Linked DNA regions of Mus musculus: region 1 is linked to region 2. Evidence: chromatin contacts called from public HiCAR-type data. All regions are on one chromosome and are shown on one strand. The core of a region is the stretch at or near the end of the contact, and the rest is flanking DNA. Distances in the headings are between cores, read along the strand shown.

Region 1 (6,842 bases), core at 259-2,758, 2.1 Mb after region 2:
TGCAAATCTACTATCTATTGCATTAACTATTTGCAGTTCTGGATGGCATTCTTCGCCTGTCTCCTCTTTTTGTGACATCTGCTGGCCATACCAAGTACTACAAAGCTCCACATTTCACTCTTACTACCTTCTCCAGATGTTCAATTCTTTTCCAGAAATACCAGTTTAGTTGAAGTGAAGGAATTAAGTGAGTATCCTTGACTAAAAGAAGAGGACCTGCAATGTGAGCCTCAACCTTGAAAGAAAAAAAAGATTAGAGTCCAGCAGCTAAGGGATTCTTCATTTAGCAATATTGGACATATATGTACTTCCCTGTTTGGTACAAAAAGTGATACAATGTATTGTGATGACTGCTAGCCATTTTTTTAAAATGTCACTGTGCCACTCAAGTATTTTCTACTACTTGATAATAATAAATATCAATAATAATAAATTAAAATGAATCTGCAATGATAGATTTTATATTCACATTTTAAGTGAATGAATGTTGGGTTTCAGCACTCATTGGATCCAGTATAGGAAGATGACATGAACAAACTTTTTACATCCCCACAAATCCATTTATCCACTGTCCCATCAGTCAAATTCAGATACTTGTTGCCAGCTCTAAGATTTATAGGCTAAAGCTGGTTTTTGAAATTGCTTTGTATTTCCATTTAACAGCTAGGACAGCAGCATGTTAAAAACCTGCCTTGGTCTCCTTGGAGCCTATTTATAAAGCTAATTTGTCTCCCTGAGCTTTTTTTTTTTTTTTTTCTTCACCACCCTTTTCAAATACCAGCTTTAGGCTTCTAAACCATTAACCCCCCTTCTTCATCCCAAGCAAAATACTGTCAGAGACAATGGATGCAGGACAGTGACGATTCTGGTGAGATAGTCCTCTCCAGCAGAATGCAAGCCATCTCTCCTGCTGGCGGGAGATGGATTCGCTGCCCTCCCTGCAGACTCACAGGCACACACACACACACACACACACACACACACACACACACACACACACAAACACGGAGCGCTGGGAAGTCCACATTTACTGTACTGCGTGCTGACTGCCTTGAGGAAACTGTAGCTAACCACCTTATTAGTATTCTTGCCTCCACTGTGTCTCACTTGCAGCATCAGAGCGCTGAGCAAAATGCAGTAGAGCAGGGACAGACACGGCTCTGGCAATCATCTCAATGCAGGCTGCTGAGTGTTGGGGGTGGGGGCATGCAGCGCATCAAGATTAATAACCTTGCCATAATCCGGGGCACCGTGCAAGCAGACACCTCTGCTGATTGACTCACTCCTGGCTTGATACATCTGCCTTGGGGACACGAATCCGGAATCTAGTTTCCATCCCCCAGCCCCCTGATTTTGGATGTTCTTTTGATTCTCCACAGACCTGGGAAGGTAACCGCAAGCCATACCATCTGCAGCTCACAGCACCTCTTGGAGGTTACTACTGACAGTTTTCATTACACAGGCTTCTGTGAGTGCTTATGTGTTTGTATGTGTTCCTGCGTGTGGGTGCCTGCTTCCTCGTAAAAGAGATTGTGTGAGTGTCCGTACTGTGTGTGGGGATTTGTGAGACAAGCAAAGGAGGTATACCATACAAGAGGAGATCTCAACAGCGTGATAAAAATCTCCAGGCACTGGGGCTCACAATCTCTAGCCCCCCCTCCTCACACCGCCCCTTCTTTGCCCTACTCCCCCGGCTCCTTTCGTCTTTGATGAGTTTTTGGCTCACTTTTTGGCGGAGTCTCTTGGACATGTTCTGCTGTTGCTGAAGGATCAAATAAATGGAACCTTTGAAAGTTGATTATTTTTCTCTTATGTGACAAACACACACAGAGAGAGCGCGAAGAGGAAGGAAATTAGAGTGCTGTATGACAAGCTAGAGGATTTAAATTTTTCCTTGGTGAACTTTGAGGATCCGCTGAGAAGGTAAGTCACCAGGTTACTTAGCTCTGGTACCTTCTTTTCTTACAACGTTTGTTTGTTTTTTTTTTTCTGGGCTGTTTTCAGAAATCCATATGAGGTTCATAAGCGCTCACTTCCAGATTGTAATGCAGAGAGGAACCAGTGTGTGGCATTCGGGGTTATTCTCATGCCAAGGAGGGTATTTCCATCTGTATGGGCCCCTCTTACTATTTTATACCCCTCTTCTTGGTGTTTTCTTGGTGAATTCGGAGAACATGAAATCTGCAAATTCGTGATAAAAATTAAAACCCCAGCCTATTTCGAAATAAATCTCCTAAACTGGGGGTTTGGTTGGGAAGGAGGGGGATCATTCAGGTTAACTGCTCTCAGAAGCTCTGAGACAGACGCAAACCTGAACCTACTCAGAGACTGCCATGAGATGTCAGTGGGGGTGTAATTCAGAGTTTTATGACAACTTAAAAGTAGACCCCTTGCAGATTTTCTTTCTTCCTTTCCTTTCCTTTCTTTTTTTCTTTTCTTTTCTTTTCTTTTCTTTTCTTTTCTTTCTTTCTTTCTTTTTTTTCTTTTTCTCTTTCTTTCTTTTTTTTTTTTTTTTTAAGAACAGTTTTGTGTGCTCTGGGAAGTGGTGGCTGTGTTCCCACAGCTTCTAATAGGAGCAAATGAGAACAAAGTGGGAATTGTTTTGTGTTTTCAGCCTCGCTTTTGGATTGACTTTTCCCTATTGCATCTCATTAACCCCCTTTGAACTCGACTGTCCCCCTTATTAAGGACTAGAAGTGCCTGTCATTTTGGAACATCTTCTCACCCCATGCAGTCCCTAGAGAAGGGAGTGCGGCTGCAAATTGCTCATAACTGTGCAGTCTTGGCTGTAAAAGCAAGCAGCGTCAGAATTCATGTGACTTCAGTCACACATCTTACCGAAATCAGCCTCCTCTACGTTCCCTGGTGGGTCCACGGGCTTCAAAGCTTTAACCCCCCGCCCCCATCTCCTTAGAACTGAAATGCAGATAGCACTTTACTTTTCTCTTCTGTTTGTTTATTTATTTTTTGATGTCAAGAAACGAAAATACTGTTTCACTGTGACAGCATCTGCATCTCTGTATTCGTGAATAGATTTATCTCTAGATTGGCACCTAGCAGGGAAAATTAGCTGTAAGTGTTTTTCCAAAACGCTGAAATCCGCAAGTGAAAGTGGCTAGAAGGTTAATCTTCCTGGTGAACATCAGTGGTGGTGTATCTGAAGCGGAGTGGTGATGTTCTTTGGGCTGTTCGCCAACTCTAAGAGCTGTTGTGATCATGTTCAATGTAGAGATGACAAGTATGCTAACTAGGGAGAGGAGGGCACACCTAGGTAATTCTTTCCGACTACTGAGGACTATATTTAACTACAAGATGCTAATTGCAGCATAGAAAATCTATTCAGACATGACTGATCTAGTCAAAGATTTATCAGTGTATCCAAGTTTGGAGATGTCAGACCTCATACTAGAAGCACTGATATTTCGTCTTTCCTAAAAGGTGAATTACTAAAAGAGCAAACAAACAAAACGTTGATATGAGGTTATCTAACGATCCTTGCACGGGGATGTTGGAGGAACAGAACTGCAGCTGTTAAGAGAAGTTCCCGTCCCTAGCTGGCTCCGTGACTGCCACTCAACACAGTAACCTGATGGACACAATGTGGGAAAAATTTTGAGACACAAGTCATGATATGCCCTTCTGGCAGGGTATTTTTGACTCATGTATTTTTCCCCTAGACTTCAGCTCTGGTTTCATGATCAGCAAAAGAACATTTCCTTTGTTTTACTTTTTTATTTTCATTTTTCTTTAAGTGTCTGGAACATAAGCAGACATCAATATAATTTCTTTTTTTTTCTTTTCATTACTTTTTTCTTTCTTTCTTTCTTTCTTTCTTTCTTTTTTCTTGAGACAAGAATGAGCTAAGAATCACCAAACGCAGAGTCAGGGATGGATACAAAATTAAGAAACATGAACTATAAGAAGAGAAAGACAAGGAAGCTGCAGATGCCAGCAAGTCACAGCCGGCCATCAAAGGTCTCCTCGACTCTGTGTGGATATGGATTAATCTTATTGTTTTCAGCTGCCCACTCACCTGGAGATTCTGATAACTAGTCCTAAGGAGAGAAGGCAGTGTTTTAGGTCATCTACTTGATATTAGAACCACTTAGAGTAAAGAGAGGTTCTTCATAAATGTCATTTTGTAAGTTGGCAAACTTATGCCTCTTTTCTTTGAGATTGCTTGACTTTAACTGCCCCCTACCAATTCATATTTTCATGTAGAATGAATATGTACTTAGACTGGTAGTATGGGGAAATTAATTACATAGACTGTCAACACTGTCTGAAAACAGAAGGATAGTATTTTATCTTTTATGTATTTGAGTCTTCATAATTGCAATGAGTGAATCTTCTGGCAGCAGCAATACTTTCCTTATCAGTTCTTTTAGGTTAATAATAGCAGTGGGGTGCCAGCCAACCCAGAATGCTCTGACACCAGCTCATACAATATGTAAAGCAAATCCTTTGCATCTCAGGGGCTCCAGATGCTGTTTGCACATCTGCAGCTTGACATCTCTATGTTTAGCTGAGGTGTAGCAGTGGTAAACAGCTTATGCTCACACTTGACTCCAGGACCTAACGTGGACTGTCTTGAACTTTGTTTCTTGGTAGAGAGTGTTTTGAGGTTTAACAGTCTTAGTTTGCTACCTTAGTGAATTCAGCAGCAAAGAAAGCAAGGAAAAGGGAGTGCGAACTTCCATTTCCATAGGGATATAGGATGTCAGAGTGGCCAATGAAGAGACTGATGTTCCTTCAAAGAGATAGACAAGATTACTTCTATAGAATGAATCCATAAAGTGCTCCTTTGAATTTATTAGGGGAGAATAAGGGAACCTCCATCTCCTCCTCAGTTTAGTTCCAGTCAGTGGGCAGGCCTTTCTCTGGCTCTTTGCTCAACTCAGCCAACCAGACCCAACACTCTCCAGTGTGTTTCTATGCTTTTAAGACTCAAGACACTTAACACATGAATAGTTCCTTCCTTTTCAAAAAGACAAAGCTGACAGCTGGAAAGTTAGCTACTGAGATTCTTTAAAGGAAGCCAGGAAGATTATCCAGTAAGTTCAAGAAGAACTCTCTTTTGATTCTTTAGGTTTGCTAGACTTAAAGTTCTTTGGGCTTTTGGTTCTCTAGCCCTGGCAGTGAAGATAAACCAAGTGTCCTGCACTTGAAGTTTTGATTAGTGCATCATTGCTACAACTTAGAAAGAAATATCTTAGGCTGATCCTAACAATGGTGATGGGTCAGAACATCAGTCTATGGAATGAAATGCAAAGTCTTGGATCTTGGCTTGAAGTAAATATTATAGAGCAACAGATGCTTTATGTGTCCTTCATGTTGTTCCCTACCACTTACAAACAATTGCTCTGGGACCTCTGTGATTACAGAAGAAAAGCTGATTAAGGTTATGTGAACTAGATAGGAACTTTGAAGTATGCAATAGACTAAATAAACCCACTCCATCATCTATAATTGCACTTGAGACTGATGCATGTGTGTGTGTATGTGCATGTATGTGCATGTGCATTTATGCACTGGTAGATTTTAAGTGATTAATCAGGGTATGGAGGCCATAACGATTGATTCATAAAAAATAGAAAGCTGTGCAATGAAAATTGGTCTTGGATTTCAGAAATGATTGAAAAGAGAAGGAAGGAAGGAAGGAAGGAAGGAAGGAAGGAAGGAAGGAAGGAAGGAAAGAAGGGAGGAAGATGGAAACAATCAAGGAAAGAAGATGGAAATGTTAGGAAAGAAGGAAAAAGGCAAAGGAGGACACTTGGACATGCTAACTTTCTTGGCAAAGCTACACAGACCATGACTGAGTTTGCAAGCTCCAAAACCTCTAGTCCCTAATGAAACTCGAATTTTAATGACATCTGGAAACTGTATAAACAGGATATTTATCTCTAACAGGCAGGACATAATGAGAACAAGCATTGTCATACTGGAATGCATTTATGAGACAGACTAGGGTTAAAAGGCAGAGACGAAGACATTGATAACAGTATTAGTTTTGTAGCTGAACAAACAGGATAGATCATTTCTCAGAGCCTCAGTTTTCTATTAGCTAAAACATGAAAAGGTAATCATAAAGATTTCTTTGATAAGTGAATAAGAGATGTATAAGTATAGTTAGCAAAACCTTTCATATGAAATTACATTGATGTTGACAGCTCACAAAGATTTTTTTCATCCATCTTAATCTAGTTTAAGGAAGAGAAAACCCAACCTAATTCAGGATATGTTTAGAATTAGACAGAGGGCTGAAGTAGAAAATATAACTTGAGAGTTAGGTAAAACTGAAGAAACGAAGGTATGTTTCTGTCAGTTTGCCTTAGAGTTTATTCAGACCCTCTCAGAGAAGCCTAAGTGCCTTCCAGATGCTGTTGTACTCATGTTCAAAATTTCAAAATGATACTGATTGTAAGTAGAATCATGTGCATCCATCCATATGTGGTTGCAGAAACAATTCGAATGTCAGCAAGTGGTGTTAACATTGCTTTTTCTCTACTGGCTCTTTTTGTTCACAGACAATGAAAGGATATCTGTTTATTAGTTCACTATCTGGCAGGTACTGGTACGATGGTTGATTCTGTGAGAAGTGCATTAGGTCTCTCTTCATTTCTCTAGGCTGCCACTCCAGCATTTTGACATGGCATGCTGCAGTCTGCTGGACTGCTCCTTAGAATTTTGACTTGATAGTTAAACAGAATTAAGATTCCTCTTCCAGCATCTGACCCATATGGAGCTATGTCATTGTGTATGACCTTTATTTAGTTCAAGAACATATTGCTAAAGATGTAAAAAGCCTTGTTCCTATTAATGTAGCTAGCTGAGCTGTCAGC
Region 2 (7,088 bases), core at 1,513-4,012:
TGCCTCTGCCTTCTGAGGATCGGTTTACATCCACACCTTACCATGCCAAACGCTCACCTAGTCTATGTCCCTCTCCCTGCCTTCTGGCTTTTTCAGTTCCAGAGGGTGAGGCAATGGCTTGCTGGTTCTAACTCCCAATTTCCCTCCCTAAATCCCCCATCTTGTTGATATTTCCTTATCAGTTCCTTGGGCAGTGCAGCCACTTCCCTCCCCATTTTTGGAGGGGAAAAAAATCTCACAGACCATCACCTTCATTTGACCTGCCATCCAGCTGGTTCTCTCTCCCACTAACCCAGTCCAAACCTATCTTCTCCTTATTTCAAGTGCAGTTTAACCAGACATCCAAATGGCAAGCTCAGGCCAGGTCAGGTGGTGGTGGGTGGTGAGTTAATCCCACACTCAAGAGGCATAGGCAAACAGGCAGATCTCTGAGTTTGAGGCCAGCTTTGTCTACAGAATGCCAAGGCTCCCAGAGTTACCTAGAGAAACTGTCAAAAAAAAGGGGGGGAATAGTAAGCCCCTATCTATATTTAAAGATAGCTGGGCATCCCCCCCCCCCCCAACCAGGCCCCTACACATTTGTGTTACATCTCCCAGAAGTGGCTGTTATTCAGAGAACAGGCGATCCAGGATTCCTAGAAGATCGTATGCAGGGGACAGAAAACACAGCTCTTGAGCTGACAGTGCTGCCTGCTTCCCTAGATTTTAAAAAAAAAAAAAAAAAAAAAAAAAAAAAAAAAAAAAAAAAAAAAGGCTGCTTTCAGACACACGGAATCCCCATTGATGAGGTGTGGCCAAAAGCAGGCACTAGATTTTCCTCTGGGTACATACCCAGCTCGGGATGAAAGATGAGGGTCGTGACCCTTGTTCTGCCTTTTCAACACTCAGAAGGATTTGAACTGTGTTCCCCAAGGTCAAATGACTGACGTTAAAGCCCCCTACTCCACCCCTCCACTTTTCTAAGCTCCTTCCTAACAATGAATGCCCCCCTCTACAACACACAGTGGATAGACCTCCGGTGAATTAGAAAACCCTCCAAGTCCTTTTCAAACCTAATCTTGGGAGAGACACTTGTTGATTACCACCTGGCTTTGTGCCGCGGCGGGAGGGAACCTCCCCCGCTCGCCCCCCCCCCCCCCTCAGATCTCCGCAGCTCCACAAGGTACCTGACATCACACCAACAAAGCCTCCTCGGAAGCTCCCCCACCCTGACATACACCTTCGAGCCCCCTTGGCGCTTCCCTAGCTCAAGCTTGCCCACATCAGCGCTCCTCCACTCCCACCCCATTCCCCACCCCCACTCCAGTGCCAGGGAGGCCAACTTTGCAGCTTCACAGACGGCTCCTGTGAGCATCTATCCTTTCCCTCCCTCGCTGCCGCCCCCGCGATTTCGCCCTTCACCCTGCGGGGGCCTGCCTCTCTTCCTGCAGCAAAGTTTGCCAGGCGCCTTTCCAGGCGGTTTTCCTCCACACAACCAGCCTTACGAAATTGTGCATAAAGATTTCCCTCTACAGGTGGTTGTGAGCTGCAGCAGTTTTTTTTTTTTTTTTTCCCCTCTTGCAATGGAAACATTTTTTTTTTCTATTTCACCTACTAATCTTTTTTTTAAAATCATTTTTGCTTACACCTATTAAAGACAGCATTTTTTTTCCAGACTCTGCGAGGAGAGATTAATTTCTCTATTAAGGAAACATTGCCACATCCCTCACCAGCATGCTCCAACTCTCTTTAGCTCCCTCTGCTCCCCTCACTTTGTTCTGACTTCATGAAACCTTTTTGGAACTAGCTTTTCATGTGCAGAATCATTACAAGAATAATGAAGACATTTAGTGAATGAGAATCAGCCCCAAGTCTGGCAAACTAGAAGGTTCAGTTGCCCACTAGAGAAGTCCCCTCCCCTCTGCCACCCCCAACCCCACAACACAGCATCTTTTCCCCCTGTTCAACACCACAGGACTGTCTCCCGATTGCCATGCCTCTTGCAAGAACCACACATACAAGACCCTAACTAAGCCTGCTCACGAAGTCTAGGCAATTTGTACAGATATTGTTCAATGAAAAAAAAAAAAAAACAGACAGTAATCACGGACAGTCATAAAGAGCTGCTCTTCCGAACATTCACCAACTGACATCATAAACTTTGCCAAAGCCAAACATAAGGCACTGCATGGTATAACCTACCTTGGCGTGCTCCTTCACTTTTTATGCAAATGTTTTCCCCTCCACGCTTTACACAGATTTCTAGGGAAATTTGGAAGGGCTGGTGAGGGGGTGGGAGAGGGGAGGGGATGAGGGTAATATAAATAAGGAAGCATTTTAAATGCACCACGCAAAGAGCTCCGGATTTCACGTCGTGTCTGCACTCTTCCCGGAGCAAAGCAAAACAGTTCTCCTTCAGTGCCAGACTTGTAGGGAGAGGGAGAAGAGAGCGGGAGGGGGAGAGAGGGAGGGGAGAGAGGGAGAGAAGAGAAAGAAAGGGTAGGGGAGATGCTGAAAAAGGGAGGGGAGGGAAGAAGGGAGGGGGGAGAGAGAAGGAGGGAGGAGAGGGGAGGAGAGCAGCCAGAGGGAAAGAGAAGAGAGGAGGCAGCCCCCTCCCACACTCCCACCCCCTCACATTCGGGCGCCTCCTGAGTAACTGATCAGAACACAGAATTCATCACCCACGTTCGAAAACCCCCGACCAGGGACTAAGTCTCAATGCACACACATTGGGGTCTATTTATAGACACACCCTAATGATATGCGTTGCTTTCTGAGTGTAAATGTGTGTGCACGCTGCCCGAATTACATATGATTCCTTTGAAAGGTATGATTTTTTTTTTTAAATACTGCAGTGCGACTGCTTCTGTTTAGCTTTCCTTTGAGTCAGGAAAATATGCATCAATTTTGAAGAGACTCTGGAAAAATGATGGGGGTCTCGGTGTTTACAAAACCCTGGCTCCCCCCGGTCCCCTGCAAAGCTGGGATATTTGCAGAGTTGGGGCTGTTTGGAAAGGCTCCAGCCCTGGCTCGGTGTAGCACGCCCAGTTCCAGCAGCGTGTGCTATTGACCTGCATTGACGTCAGTGCGTCATTAGGTCTCCCTTAGAAACACTGACTTTCAAAAATAGTATCAAATTAATTCAGCTGGAGCCTGGTGAAGAAAGGCTACTAGCTAGAATCAGCCATAAAACTCCAGAATTTTCAGCCCTAGATCTCTTCTTCTTTGCTAGGAGCCAAATAGAATCAGATTGTATGGAAATTGCTATCGATGGGATTTTTTTTTTTTCCTTAAGAAAGGGGACCAAATTAGATTGCAAAACCAGAAGTGCTTCTTCTTTTTTTTCCCTCTCTCTCGCCCCACCCCCTCTCTTTTTTTCCCCCTGGTCTAAAAATAGCTCCCTGCCTGAGCTGACTGCAGTATCTTTTGTGTTGCAGCCCTGTTTTTTTTTTTTTTTTCCTCCAGTCTGGACCCTGTGAACAGTGGCACACAGTATATACATTGGTCTATTGTTGTTTGCAATGTCAGGAATTCATTTTAATAAAACAGGTGTGTCTTAGGATGGTGAGGGGCGTTGTGAGGGAGGGAGCTCCACGGGAGAGACTCCTGCCATTCATAGCTGTTTCCTTCTTCCAATTCATTTTTTTTCCCAAAGACACAATTCCCACCCCACGTGTCTCACGTGGCCTCTGACCAGCACATGCAACCCCCATTCATACAAACACAAAGTGCCAGCACATTCATGCTTTGTGGAGACAGTACATTCATAGACAAGGACTCTGGGCTATTCTTCCTCGTGTGGTTGCGTGGCAGAAAAGACACAGGATTCATGCCTCAAAATAGAAGGAGGTTTCATCCGAGGGGAACTTAAATACACAACCTGATGCCAAAATTGCATCATTAAAATTCTGCATTTATTAAGTATGTGCTTGCTGCCGAGGACACTTGTGTCCTTTACATAGCTAAACGTTGTAATTTCCGAAGGTCTCTTTTGCATCCAGACGTTTCATATGTACCTGTGACTTCTTTACGGGACCACCGAGCACCTTCACCACAGATATATCATCTTCAGATTTTTTTGGGGGGGGGTTTGTGGCTTTTCATTTTCGGAGGAGGGATTTAATACTCATCTGGTGGTCTTCATTTCTTGCAAAGTTGTTGCACCTTGGCCCCTCCTCCTAGCCCACCCCCCTCAAATAGGCTACGCTTGTGCCTCTAGATGATGAAAGATTTTGGTTTCCCTGACCCATTTAGTTGCTAGCGTCTGCCAGACTGTTAATGAGGAGACTAATTATGACCATTGTGTGCAGGGGTGCTCACAGAGACCAAAGGCCTTAGGCAGAGGAGGAGAGCCCAAAGTATGTTTAAATCATATGACTTAAAATTAAGAGGACCTCCCTTAATTTTTAAACGTATTCATCAGGTCTGATTTACAATTCTCAATTGATCTCCTCTCAATCAGTTTTGCTCATCACTATATCCCAAAATGAGGAAGTTATTCCTTCCTGGAGAGCTGGTTTGGGAAGAAAAGTGCATCAGGCACAGACCTCAGCAGGTCAGACAAGAACAGAATCTGCCTAATTCTCTCCTGCCAGGCTAGTAGGTTCAGGGGGTACAGGTGAGAGAAAACCCTACCTAGCGACTGCCCACCTGCCCACCTGCCCCTTGCTAAGCCCCGAGAAAGGACATCAGGGACTAGACAGGCGACTGTGAGGCTAGAGTTTATCTAAGGACAATTCCTAGTGGCCAGAGGAGCCTTCAACTGATGACAAACATGCTGCCTGTTTCCCCTTCTCAGGGACTTCTGGGAGGGCCATACAGTTGCTAATAGATCCTGTTTTTAGCAGCAGCAGAAACAGCAGCACAAAAGGCAGATGCTATGAGCAAACCAAGTATTCCCCCTACATACCCGCAACACAACCTCACAGACTTCAGTAAGGATACTTATCCAGGGATGCTTTCAGCAAGCCAGGCACCTGCAAGCCTCTACCCCAGCTTGCAAGGGTTCCCATACACCCTTCATCACAAATGCATTCATTCATAGAAACTACAGTCATTCATGCACCTGCACACGACCACATTCATTCATGTTTTAGCCACAACTGCAGCCACGAATTTGCCTGCAAAATCTGGAAGTACACACAGCAGGAACACACTATTGGAAGGCTGCATTCTATCCCTCTTCTTTTATCCCCTCCCTCATCCCTTGCCCTGCTTCTTTGTCCTCAAGGGGGTTCAATTCTGAGGCATATGAAATCCTGGCAGGAATACATTTCTGGCATACAGACAATCAAATCCCCAGCCTGTATAAAAACCCCACTGACCTCAGCCTTGATTAGATCACCGACAAGATGCCAGAGTGCTGACAGGCAGCTGATACCTAGGTGGATTGTGGGGGTGCTCTTTTCCTGGCCTGATGTTGTTCCCTTGGGAGCCCAGTGACTAAGACAAAGCCAAGGGAGGGGCTCACAGTGTGGCCCAAAACAGCATAATGCCCCACTTGGCACATTCTGATCTTGTCCTTTGGATACAGGAAAGGGCTGTGGTGAGCTGTCAAGTCCTGCAGGAGTCAAGACTTGGCATCCTAGGGCATCCCTGGAGACTCCTTGTTAGGTTTTGTTAGTGTGGAGGGTAGGAAGCTGAGAATTCTGTACTGACCCCTTAGATCCATGCTACAGTCTCTACCTGTTCTGTGCCCCAGAAGGGCGACTTCTAAGCAAAGCATCAGCAGACCCTCTTGATCCCTGGCTGAGCTGATAGGAGTGGGAAGCTCTGGTAGAGAAAGCCACAGACAAGAGGAGAACATGATAAGATATTCACTCATCCCCCATCTCTCTCTTTGCCAAGCTTAGGGTCTGCCTGCAACCATCTTCCCTCCCTACTAAAACTACAGCTTCTGACAAGTTACTCTCTTGAAAGTTACAGTTATGGGGTGGGGGGCGCTCCAAAGTGAGGGGGGTGTGTGTCCCTGTGCCTTGCATAATCTAGACAAGTGATTCTCAAGCTCTGCTATGGAACTCTTTCCTTTTCGTTTGTTTGGTTTTGAGACAGGGTCTTACTAGAGAGCTCTGCCTGCCCTGGAATTCACTGTGTAGACCAGACTGGCCTTGAACTCAGGGTGGGGTTAAAGGTGTGCACTACCATGCCTGGCCATCTGTGGAATTCTTAAGCCTAACTCTTAGGACAAAACTGTATCTGTCTTCAGACACTCCAGAAGAGGAAGTCAGATCTCGTTATGAGTGGTTGTGAGCCACCAAGTGGTTGCTGGGATTTGAACCCAGGATTTGAAGAGCAGCCGGTGCTCTTAATCGCTGAGTCATCTCTCCAGCCCTTTGATTTTCAAGCATGAACCAAGGAGAGCTTTCTCAGTGACTACACGCCACAGTACTGTATGACAGAGTAGGTTAGCAGGGATCTAGAAGTACGGCAGCTGTTTAGATGTTTGCTGGCTTTGTGTTCACAGGGAAGGAATAATAATTAAACAACAGCACCCTGATCTTAGACCTCCGATGAGGCCTGTATGACGTGATGCTTGCAAGGCTGTGTAACACGGTGACTGACAGCCAGGGGCCCCCCAGTACATGCTTCCTTCCTAACTGTGAGGAACACACACATTCATTCTGCAAACAACCATCTATGAGGCACCGAGATCTTAGAAAGCTTCTGAACTGTGGCCAACGTTATTTATATCATGTTATGAAAACACACACCCAACTGAAAGCCATGCTTAGCTTTCAAATCCTCAGTACACTCTGAGTTTCCTCAGCCATTCTATCCCATCAGAATCTGTGGGTTCGAAACGTGTTAGCAAGCTAAAGACACGCGGGTGGAGAAACCCATCTGGTGGACCTTTGTGGGGGTCTGGGATTAAAAAGTGGCTCATTGCAGGAGTGGATGATAGTTTAAGAACATTTCCTGGCATTTACATTTTGCTTTCTTTGGGTTTCAGTTACCCACAGCCAACTTTGTTCTGAAAATAGTGAATAAACACTATCCCCCCAAATAATTTATGACTCACTGAGTAAAGAAAGACATCTGCCATCAAGTCTGATGACCTGAGTTCGACTCCTAGTACTCACTTGGTGGAAGGAGAGAGCTGACTCCTGAAA

Evidence for each region. HiCAR-type assays count read pairs that join an accessible place to other places.
Region 1: a contact with region 2 is called in a HiCAR-type map of astrocytes, with 4 times the contacts expected there. The contact joins the promoter of Lrrc4c here to the promoter of Mir670hg in region 2. A contact is called at or near these places in 1 of 39 promoter capture datasets (hippocampal neurons) and 1 of 115 datasets of contacts at active chromatin or transcription factors (astrocytes).

The regions. Positions count from the first base shown.
Region 1 is chr2:96,316,661-96,323,502 of GRCm38.p6, forward strand. It overlaps Lrrc4c (leucine rich repeat containing 4C), which reads left to right and starts at 1,509. Exons shown (of 9, transcript NM_001363047.1): 1 at 1,509-1,923.
Region 2 is chr2:94,262,341-94,269,428 of GRCm38.p6, forward strand. It overlaps Mir670hg (a long non-coding RNA gene), which reads right to left and starts at 2,763. Exons shown (of 8, transcript XR_003953878.1): 1 at 2,182-2,763.